2 separate regions of the Mus musculus genome follow, and region 1 is linked to region 2. A link is a contact called in public HiChIP or PLAC-seq data. All regions are on one chromosome and are shown on one strand. The core of a region is the stretch at or near the end of the contact, and the rest is flanking DNA. Distances in the headings are between cores, read along the strand shown. Region 1 holds the start of Trap1 (TNF receptor-associated protein 1). Region 2 has its middle 15 kb from the start of Dnase1.

The links. HiChIP or PLAC-seq counts read pairs in DNA pulled down with a chosen protein or histone mark.
Region 1: an H3K4me3 HiChIP or PLAC-seq map of embryonic stem cells shows a contact between it and region 2, with 4 times the contacts expected there. The contact joins the promoter of Trap1 here to the enhancer-like site in region 2. A contact is called at or near these places in 10 of 39 promoter capture datasets (HPC-7-derived erythroid cells, cranial neural crest, embryonic stem cells and 5 more), 1 of 15 datasets of contacts at CTCF or cohesin (CD8 T cells), 4 of 484 Hi-C or Micro-C datasets (embryonic stem cells and stem cell-derived cardiac mesoderm), 7 of 115 datasets of contacts at active chromatin or transcription factors (the SCID.adh cell line, embryonic stem cells, extraembryonic endoderm stem cells and 2 more) and 3 of 9 other capture datasets (adipose tissue, liver and pancreatic islet).

The regions. Positions count from the first base shown.
Region 1 is chr16:4,075,615-4,080,479 of GRCm38.p6, reverse strand. It overlaps Trap1 (TNF receptor-associated protein 1), which reads left to right and starts at 2,670. Exons shown (of 18, transcript NM_026508.2): 1 at 2,670-2,787. The coding sequence starts at 2,700.
Region 2 is chr16:4,019,573-4,024,387 of GRCm38.p6, reverse strand. No RefSeq gene overlaps it. Among named protein-coding and RNA genes, the nearest start is that of Dnase1, 15 kb to the left of the region's middle. Within about 2 kb of position 1,442, at least 3 of the 459 cell types and tissues checked have an H3K27ac peak or open chromatin away from gene starts, as enhancers often do. A contact at or near this core is called in embryonic stem cells, where this site is marked.

The DNA.
Region 1 (4,865 bases), core at 1,421-3,920, 55 kb before region 2:
ACATGGTGGCTCACAACCATCTGTAATGGGGATCCAATACCCTCTTCTGGTGTGTCTGAAGACAGCTACAGTGTACTGACATACATGAAATCTTTTAAAGAAAAAAAAAACCTACTGGGATAAAAGATTTATGAAATCTTTGACAATTCACTTTTCACTAAACAAAAATTCAGAGGGAGTCAAGTAAGCCTAGCTATCCACAGAATTGAGCCAAGCAGACTACACTTTGTCCACTCTACAAAATTCAAAAAATTATACATTACTAGAGGCTTGGAAACTGAAATGGCCTTTAGGTATTTCATCTTGTATTCTGTGGCTCTTGCCACAAGGAAACTTACATTTTCAGTATGTGTAGGTTTATCTATGGAATTAGGGAGAGAGGCTCCTTGAAGGATATGGAACGTTCCAAGTTACAGTGAGAATCTGGGCACACAGATCTGTGAAAGTCCACTGAATGCAACCAGTGGGGACAGGGGGGAGGGGGGAGGCGTGACTGACAGTTCCTGTCATCTCTTGTGGGTATTTTTCCCTCTTGCTGCCAAGATTCCTTTATTATCTCAAACATTGCCCAGAACTTCTCAGTCCTTGGCACAAGTGTGGGCCACTAACAAGATAACTTTTAACTTTCCACACTCACTCCTGGAGTGAACATTGAAGGAAGTATTACAAGTTTCAATCTGAGAAGTGGAACCAGGCAGATCAAGGGTCAGATGTTAAGAGGTATCTGAAGTGGACCACTGTTAGGCAACCACTACAGTTTGTGCTAGAGTGTAAATGGCCCTTGGAATTTTGTGGGATGTCATTTCCCTTGGTAATGCATGGGTTCCAAACTGGTTTCCTGGTGGGCCACAGGTGGGCCTAGATAGAGTTGGTTTCCCTGGAATGTAAGAAGTTTATACTGGGCAGAACCTACATCCCCATTCTTAACTAAAGCCCAGATTCCCCTTCCTTTACTAAATGTCACTTCTCCTTTCTTAATATTCTCAAGCCATATCTACAGAAGAGTTCTACAGATGAGTATGTCATTTCTGGTTTGTTTGTTTGTTTGTTTGTTTGTTTGTTTTTTCCGAGACAGGGTTTCTCTGTATAGCCTTGGCTGTCCTGGAACTCACTTTGTAGACCAGGCTGGCCTCGAACTCAGAAATCTGCCTGCCTCTGCCTCCCGAGTGCTGGGATTAAAGGTGTTGCACCACCACGCCCGGCTGAGTATGTCATTTCTGACTGAAGAGATGATTCCAGAATGGAGAATTAAAAGAATGAAACCTCGAGGATTAGTATCAAGAGAAGCTATTCTGTGTGATGACTGGGACTCAGGCAGATTAGAGGAGGTAATACAGAACCTGGGGGCAGAAGCTAGAACTGTGAGGATCTAAGGGTGACCATGGAAAAAGACACTAGGGAGCAGGGGTGGGGCTGGTTGTGGAGGATGTGGGCCCAGCAGGAGCAGAACTGGCTGGGGGTTAGGGGTAGGAATTGTGAGGTGTTCAGGTGCTCTCTCCACCTTATATTGAAACATGGCCTTTTACTGAACATGGGACATCAGAATCAGATTGGTTGGCTAGCAAAACCCAAGGATTCTCTTGTTTCTGTCTCCCCAGCACTGAGATCACAGGCACACAGTGCTCTGTCAATTTCTTGGGGTTATCAGGGCAACAGGCACTTTAAATACAGAGCCTGTATTAAAGTTTGGCCTCATATCTGCCCATTCTTATCTATTTTCCATCTATAAAGTCAATGTGGGAGCAATCCTTGTCAACCTAGAACAGTAACTAAACATTCCCTATACCAAAACTTCAAGTCTATTCTGGATCCAGGAATTAACTGCTCTTGCTACTAGTGTCTGCTAACAAGCTAGATAATCGCTCTAATGTTTTAGTAAAATCTGATCATAGGAAAATGTATCTGGTGTGTGTCAGAATCAAGCGAGAACCTGTCAGAAAGGTCCTCGCTGGGCCTTACTCTGAGGTTAGGACCGGGACAAGCGACCTGCTCTGGAGGCGGCTGGAGTTTGGATTAAACTTTAGAGGGCCGGGCGTGGTGGTGCAAGCCTTTAATCCCAGCACTTGGGAGGCAGAGGCAGGTGGATTTCTGAGTTCGAGGCCAGCCTGGTCTACAAAGTGAGTTCCAGGACAGCCAGGGCTATACAGAGAAACCCTGTCTCGAAAAACAAAAACAAAAAAACAAAAAAACAAAAAAAAAAAAAAAAAAAAAAACTTTAGAGACAAGGTTTGTGGCCTGGATCCCCAAACAAGCTTCCAGTAGGGAGAAAGTCACAATAAACGGGTAAGTCCAAAGGTGTTGGTTACTGAGCTCACGTTTTGGCGAATAACAGTCAAACCTAAAATTTGTCAAAGTGTAGGTTTTGGCATTGCTGTAAGAGTTTTTCAGTGGATCCACACTCCAGCTGGGTAGTGCCATCTCGAGAATGGGATGCTCCCGCCTAGGGACCGCCAGCACCGCGGGCCGGGGACACTATAACCCTCACACGCACAATGCAAGGGATCAGCGACCTTGTCACTGAGATCCAAGGTCAAAAAGTACAGTCTTCAGGGCCCCCGCGCTGCGGTTTGCTGCGTTCCCGTTCTCGCACAGGCAACGCCTTGGACAGCCCGTCGCGCGCCATGACGTCACTGAGCCGCCCCCGCGGAAGGCCCCCTCATCACTCTGTTAGGCTGTTAGCCACACTTGGGAAAGGAAGCATGGCGTGCGAGCTGCGAGCTGTGTTGCTGTGGGGCCGCGGGCTGCAGACTGTACTGCGGGCCCCCGCGCTGGCTGGAGTTCGGCGAGGTGAGCGCGGCACGAGAGCGCAGAGGCGGCGTCTGAGGCTGTGTGCACACTCTTAGACCGGCGGGAGGCCGCACTGCGCCGGAGCTGCTAAGTGGGGCGGGGAGTAGGACCTTGTGGTCGCTTTTGGGGAGCCGAGTCACGGGCAGCCACAGCCTGCTCTCGTCAGTCCCTGGTAGTCCTGATTGCAGACGCTCCCGCGCTTGGGTTGACAAGTTCGTTGCACGCGGCTGTTCACAAGCTCAGCTCTCGCAGAAGTCAAGCCCTGGGGTAACTACGGTGAGCAAAACCAACGGTTACCCAGGACTTCAGGGAGCCAGTGAACTCCGCGTGTTTGATCCCTGGAATTGAAAGAGAAAGGAAAGGAGAGAGAATAACCTTAATCTATACTTTCCCACCCCGCACTCATGTAACAGTGAAGATGTTAGCGTTACATACACTTAAATTATACGTATTTACAGCTATTTTTACATAAAAGGGCTCAAGTCAAGAATTAACTGCGAAAGAATATTAAAGCTTCTGGCATTCATTACATTTATGTTTCGCATAAACATAGCTTCCCAATGGCTTTCCGAAGTTTTGTCGCTCTCATCCTCCACTAAATGTTCTCTTGGCCACAAATATCGTTACAGTGTTTAACAGATTTGAGTGAGCGATTGCTTAAATCTTTAGGAACATGTTTTCGGTTTCAGAATTTGCCCTTTTATTTCTGTATTAGCTAATCTGCCAAACTTCACCTCAGTTTTTTATTGGGTGTGGGGAGGGTGACAGGGTTTCACCATATATGTTCCGCCTGGCCAGGGTGGTCACAAACTCACAGAGATTCATCTGCCTCTGCTCCCCAGAGTGGTAGGATTAAAGTGTGCCACAGTGCCTGGTGCTCAAAATACTTTTGTCTGTATATGTGTCCTCTAGTAGCAAAACTGATTTACCCATAGTATCTTTTCCAACATTTGAGTATGTCTCAAACCAAAACAACAAAAAAAGAGCCCCCAAAGGCAGTTTGTGCTTGGCTTGCATAGGCCCTGAATTGGTCCCCAGTGCCACGGAGAATACTAAAAAAAAAAAGAGCTCTGTGTAGAAGACATCTCTTGTGATTTCTATCTACAGAGAAGCTGGTTTTACTTAACAGTGGATCCGTATCTTCTCTGATTTCTTGTGTATCTTTGCATCATGTTCTGCAAACACCTTCTCAACCTTGGCTGGTTTGCTCAGTCTGTTCCCAAAGTTGACTCTGGAGTCTAGCTCAAGTTTTTTATTTGCAACATTGGTGCTCCTTTTCACCGACTTTGCCTGCTGCTGTGGTGGCACTAATTCTCCCTGGGTCTTAGGTGGAGAAAATACATACATAGTATCCATTTCCTATTGGAGAGATTGCCACTTCATTAAAGATTTCAGCCTGCTTCCTTGTGTTCCTTCTGGGAAGTATCAGCTATCAAGAACCCCGTGCTGTTGGTTGATTGGTCAATTGGTTGTTTGACTCATTGTTTCTCCAGAGCTTCCCTGATTTCTGTCTTTGCTGATGCTCCTAAGTTCATGCTTGCCATCTATAATAAACTTGTCAAGGTAGGATACAACTAGAAGGCCAGACAGGAAGTGGCACTCCATGTAACTAGCTCTCACCTGTGTCTTCTGTAAATTGGAGATGGTCTGACATTTGTAATTGATAGGTTATATCTCCACAGCCAGTGAGATAAACCAGATTAGATTATAGTAAAGGCAGGTCTATTGGGAAGCTGCTCTCTCGAGTTCACTGACCCCAAGGACCAAGGCCAGGAAAGTTGCCTTGGGAAGGGGTGTGTGTGTGTGTAGGGGGCAGAGAAAGAGACAGAGCGAGACACACATCAAAATGTCTAGATTATATAAGAAGGAACGTCTAGAGGAAGGGCAGCCCAGCCCCTGGGCTGGAAAGTTTAGGATTAGGGGCAGGGTATGCCAGGTAGGGAGTGAGATACTGAGAGAATCTAGAGGCCAGGTCTGCTTTAGTGTGTAAAATATGTACCTCAGTCTCTTGTGCCAGGGACTGAAACCCAACAAGAATTGCAGAAAAACAGCCAGCATATCTCACAACTTAGAACACT
Region 2 (4,815 bases), core at 193-2,692:
TGCCCAGCCTTTCCCTGGCAGGGAGCATTCAAAGCTGAAAGGTCACTAGGAGTCACTATTATAAATTTTCAGAAGACACAACCAAGAATCATAAAATACTTTAAAAAAAAAAAAAAAAAAAAAAACACCTCGAGCTGGAGAGATGGTTTAGTGGTTAAGAGCCCTGGCTGCTCTCCCAGAGGTCCTGAGTTCAATTCCCAGCAACTACATGGTGGCTCACAACCATCTGTAATGGGATCCCATGCATCCTTCTGGAGTGTGTCTGAAGACAACTACAGTGTACTCATATAAATAATAAATAAATATTTTTAAAAGTAGCAAGTAAAATTTAAAAAAAAAGAAAACAAAAAAACAACAACAACAAACCTCACAGAAAGCTGATCCAGAAACAAGTGTTAAAGGAAGTGGCCAATAAAGGCATAGCCAGGGACTGTAACTACACTTCATACAGTCAAGAAGTTATGCGAGACCGGGCGTGGTGGCTCACGCCTTTAATCCCAGCACTCGGGAGACAGAGGCAGGCGGATTTCTGAGTTCAAGGCCAGCCTGGTCTACAAAGTGAGCTCCAGGACAGCCAGGGCTATGCAGAGAAACCCTGTCTCGAAAAACCAAAAAAAAAAAAAAAAAGAAGTTATGCGAGTACAAGGAAGGAACAGGGAGAATAAAAAGACTCTGAGTCCTTCAGAGGAAAAATATCTGAAATGAAAAAAAAAAAAAAAAGGTACAGGGGCTGGAAAGATGGGTCAGAGGCTAAGAGCACTGGTTGCTCTTGCAGAAGACCAGGGTTCAATTCCCAGCACCCATATTGGTGCTCACAGGCACCTGTAACTCCTGTTCCAGGAGATTTGATGCCCTCGTCTGATCTCCACAGGGACCAGGTACACATGTGGTAAAAATGCATGTGGGCAAAACATTTGTACAATGAAAATATAGATATAAAAATTTTTAACCAGTATGCTAGGTGAGTTAACAGCAGATAAACATGGAAAAACAAGAGATCGGTGATTTGAAGACCCAGCAATATAAACCATTCAAATAGGCACAGAAAGAACGTGTCAGACCCACCAAGCAGCATAATGTGTGTATGACTGACAACCCCACACAAAGGAAGCTAAATACATCTAAAGAAGCAACAGAAAACTTTAATAGCTGGGTGGTGGTGGCTCACGCCTTTAATCCCAGCACTTGGGAGGCAGAGACAGGCGGATTTATGAGTTCGAGGCCAGCCTGATCTACAGAGTGAGTTCCAGGACAGCCAGGGCTATACAGAGAAACCCTGTCTTGAAAAACAAAAAACAAAAAAAGAAAAAGAAAAGAAAACTTTAAACTATAAACTTACAGACCTGAGGTCAACTGTACCAGATAAACTCTAAGAAACCTGTAGCCTACCCCAGCCTTGAGCAGGCTGGTTCAGACCTGTTCCACCATTGAGAACGAGACCACCTAGGGTGGAGTCTTCCAATTTAGATAGGTCTGCCACCTCTGCCATTTTCTCCGGGACTCCGCTACCTGCTGAGAGGCTGAACCTGTTCTCCTGACACTATCCTGATGATATGAGATCCTGGCGTGGTGGGGGATGGGATCCCCCCCCCACACACTTTATAAGCTCAGACTCTCAAGTAAACTTTGGGCCTTGATCAGTATCCTTGTCTTGGTCTCATTATTTCTCTCCCCATTTTCTCCCATGCAGCCCCAGCCTCGCTATCAGGAACCTGGTTCGTGTAGCTGCGAGCGGCTACAGAAACCTGTTCTATTCTAGTCCTTACACGTAGAAACGTCTGCAAAGAGACAGATGGGAAAATCAAGTGTGCACACCAGACCCAGGAACACAGTGAGACAGAGGCAAGATAAGCTAAGAAGCCCATGTACCAGAACAGGCCGCGCAGGGCAGAAATAAAGGCCACTGAGGCAGGGGTGTGGACAGAGCTGCTCTCTCAGTGAAGCTCCATCTCCCATCACCACACTTTAGCTCAGACTCCCTTCAGAGGCCCATCACTCCCATACCAGAACCAGGTATGTGCACATGTAATAAATAAATCATCTTTCTACTGTCATCACTGAGGAATCAAACCTTCAGCCGACATCATACTAAATGGGGAAAAATTGCAAGTGTGTCTTCTAAAATTATTAACAAAACAGGCTATTTACTCTATCTGCTGTTTTTCAATATAATGGCTGAGTTCTTTCTTTTCTTTTCTCTTCTCTTCTTTTCTTTCTTTAACTAATTTATTCTTCTCTTATATTTTACATTCTGACCACTGTTTCCCCTCTCTCTTCTCTTCCCAGCCCTCCCCCCACCCTCCAGATCCACTCTTTCTCCATTTCCCTTCAGAAAAGAGCAGGCCTCCCAGGGATATCAACTCAACATGGCATAACAAGTTATTATACAACTGGGCACAAACCCTCATATCAAGACTGGATGAGGTAACCCAGTAGGAGGAAAAGGGTCCCAAGAGCAGGCAAGAGTCAAAGACAACCCCACTCCCATTGTTAGGAGTCCCACAAGAACAGCAAGCTACACAACCATAGCATATATGTAGAGGAACTAGCATAGACCATGCAGGGTCTGTGATTGTCACTTCAGTCTCTGTGAGTCCCCGTGAGTCCTGCTCAGTTGATTCTGTGGGCTGTGTTCTTGTGATGCCCTTGATCTCTCTGACCTCTGCAATCCTTCCTCTCTTCCTTGTGATTCCCCAAGCTCCACCTAATGTTTGGCTGTGGGTCTCTGCATCTGCTCTTAGCAGTTGTTGGATGCTGCCTCTCTCGTGAGGATTATGCTAGACTCCAGTCTATGCATATAGCAGAGTATCATTAGGAATCATTTCATTGACTTTTTTTTTTTTTCTTGCTTGCTTGCTTGTGTTTGGCTGTATCCCAGGTCTCTGGGCTCTCCTGCCTCTGCTTCCTGCCATCCAGGCAGTGCCAGGGGTGGGCTCCCTCTTGTGGCAGGGGTCTCAAGTTCCAGCTGTCATTGGTTGGCTATTCCCATAAGTTCTGCATGCACCACCTGCACACTGTGCAGGCAGGACAAATTGTAGGCTGAAGGTTTGTGGCTGTGTTCTTGTCCCAATCCCCACACTAGAATCCTTGTCTGGTTACAGCAGGTGGTTGATTCAGAATTAGTAGGCAGAACAACAAGGTAAGAGGAATACAAATAGGAAGACAAAACAAAACAAATCCATGACCTCAACTTGCACAAGAAGATGGGCTCTCAAAGGACCCTAAACACTGCAGAAGAAAGCACTTAATCTGGAAAATCTTTTCAGTCAAGTAGTGGGATACAACCACAGTGTAGAACCGCCAGTAACCTTGTTTTATTTGTTTTGTTTTGTTTTGTTTTGTTTTGTTTTGTTTTGTTTTTTGAGACAGGGTTTCTCTGTGTAGCCCTGTCTGTCCAGGAACTCACTCTGTGGACTAGGCTGGCCTCGAACTCAGAAATCTGCCTGCTTCTGCCTCCCAAGTGCTGGGATTAAAGGCATGCATTATAATACACAGCAAAAGACCAAATCTCAACAGGCATAAAACAAGAGCCAAGTAGTGGTGACGCATGCCTTTAATCCCAGCACTTGGGAGGCAGAAGCAGGCGGATTTCTGAGTTCGAGGCCAGCCTAGTCCACAGAGTGAGTTCCAGGACTGCCAGGGCTACACAGAGAAACCCTGTCTCGAAAAACAACAACAACCAAAAAATAATAATAATAATAATAATGCTAAGTGTGGGCCCCAAGACCTGGTTAACCCAGAGACTGCAACTATGTGACCCTGGCCCCAAGTTATTTCTGATTGGTAAATAAAGATACCGACAGCCAATAGCTGGGCAGAAGACACTTAGGTGGGTTTTAGGGTTCCCAGGCTTGGGGGAGGGGGTCGGAGGGAACCACAAGAAAGAGAGAAGGAGGGGAGTGGGGGTGGGTGGGTATGGGGGACTTTTGGTATAGCATTGGAAATGTAAATGAGCTAAATACCTAATAAAAAATGGAAAAAAAAAAAAAAAGAAAGAGAGAAGGAGTGGAGAAGAAGCGGCCATGGGTTAGGTGAGTCATGAGTTGGAGTTAAGAGCAGCCCACATGAAACATAGTAAGTAATTACTCAGGGTTATTGATAGGAAAGTTGGTTCTAATAGCATAGAGAGTAGATATCTACCCAGCTCTTGTGCTGATAATTGTAAATAATAAAAGTTGTGTGTCTTTTATCTGGGAACTAAATGGTCAAAGACAGGGTAGAAACCCCAATAGGGATTAGGGGTTATCCCCAGTCATTATCAAAGCCAAATAAAATAAACATAGTCTGAGTCTCATTTATTTGTAAGCTAGTCAGGGATAAGCTTAAATTGCTTGTACTACATATGCCAGTAACAAATATGCTGAGAAAGAAATCAGGAAAACAATGGGGTGGTGGTGGTGGTGCATTCCTTTAATCCCAGCACTCAGAGACAAAAGTCTTGTGTTCAAGACCAGCCTGGCCTTCAGAGTGAGGTCCAGGACAGCCAGGGCTACACAGAGAAACCCAGGCTCAACACCCCCCCACACACACACAAAAAAAAAAAAAAAAAAAAAAAAAAACAGAGCAAAACAAACAAAGAAACAAAAAGAAAAAAGAAAAAAAAAAAAAAAAGAAAGAAAGAAAAGAAGCCAAGAAAACAATTCCATTAACCAGAGCCTCAAACATAAAATGCCCAGGAACAAACTAAGACTCAATAAGCTACAGGGGGGAAACCTCTATAGTGAGAACTTTCAAACACTCAAGAAATCTAAGACCTGCCATTCTGATGGATCACAAAACCAATGTTGTGAAAATGGCTGTATTCCTGAAAGTGAT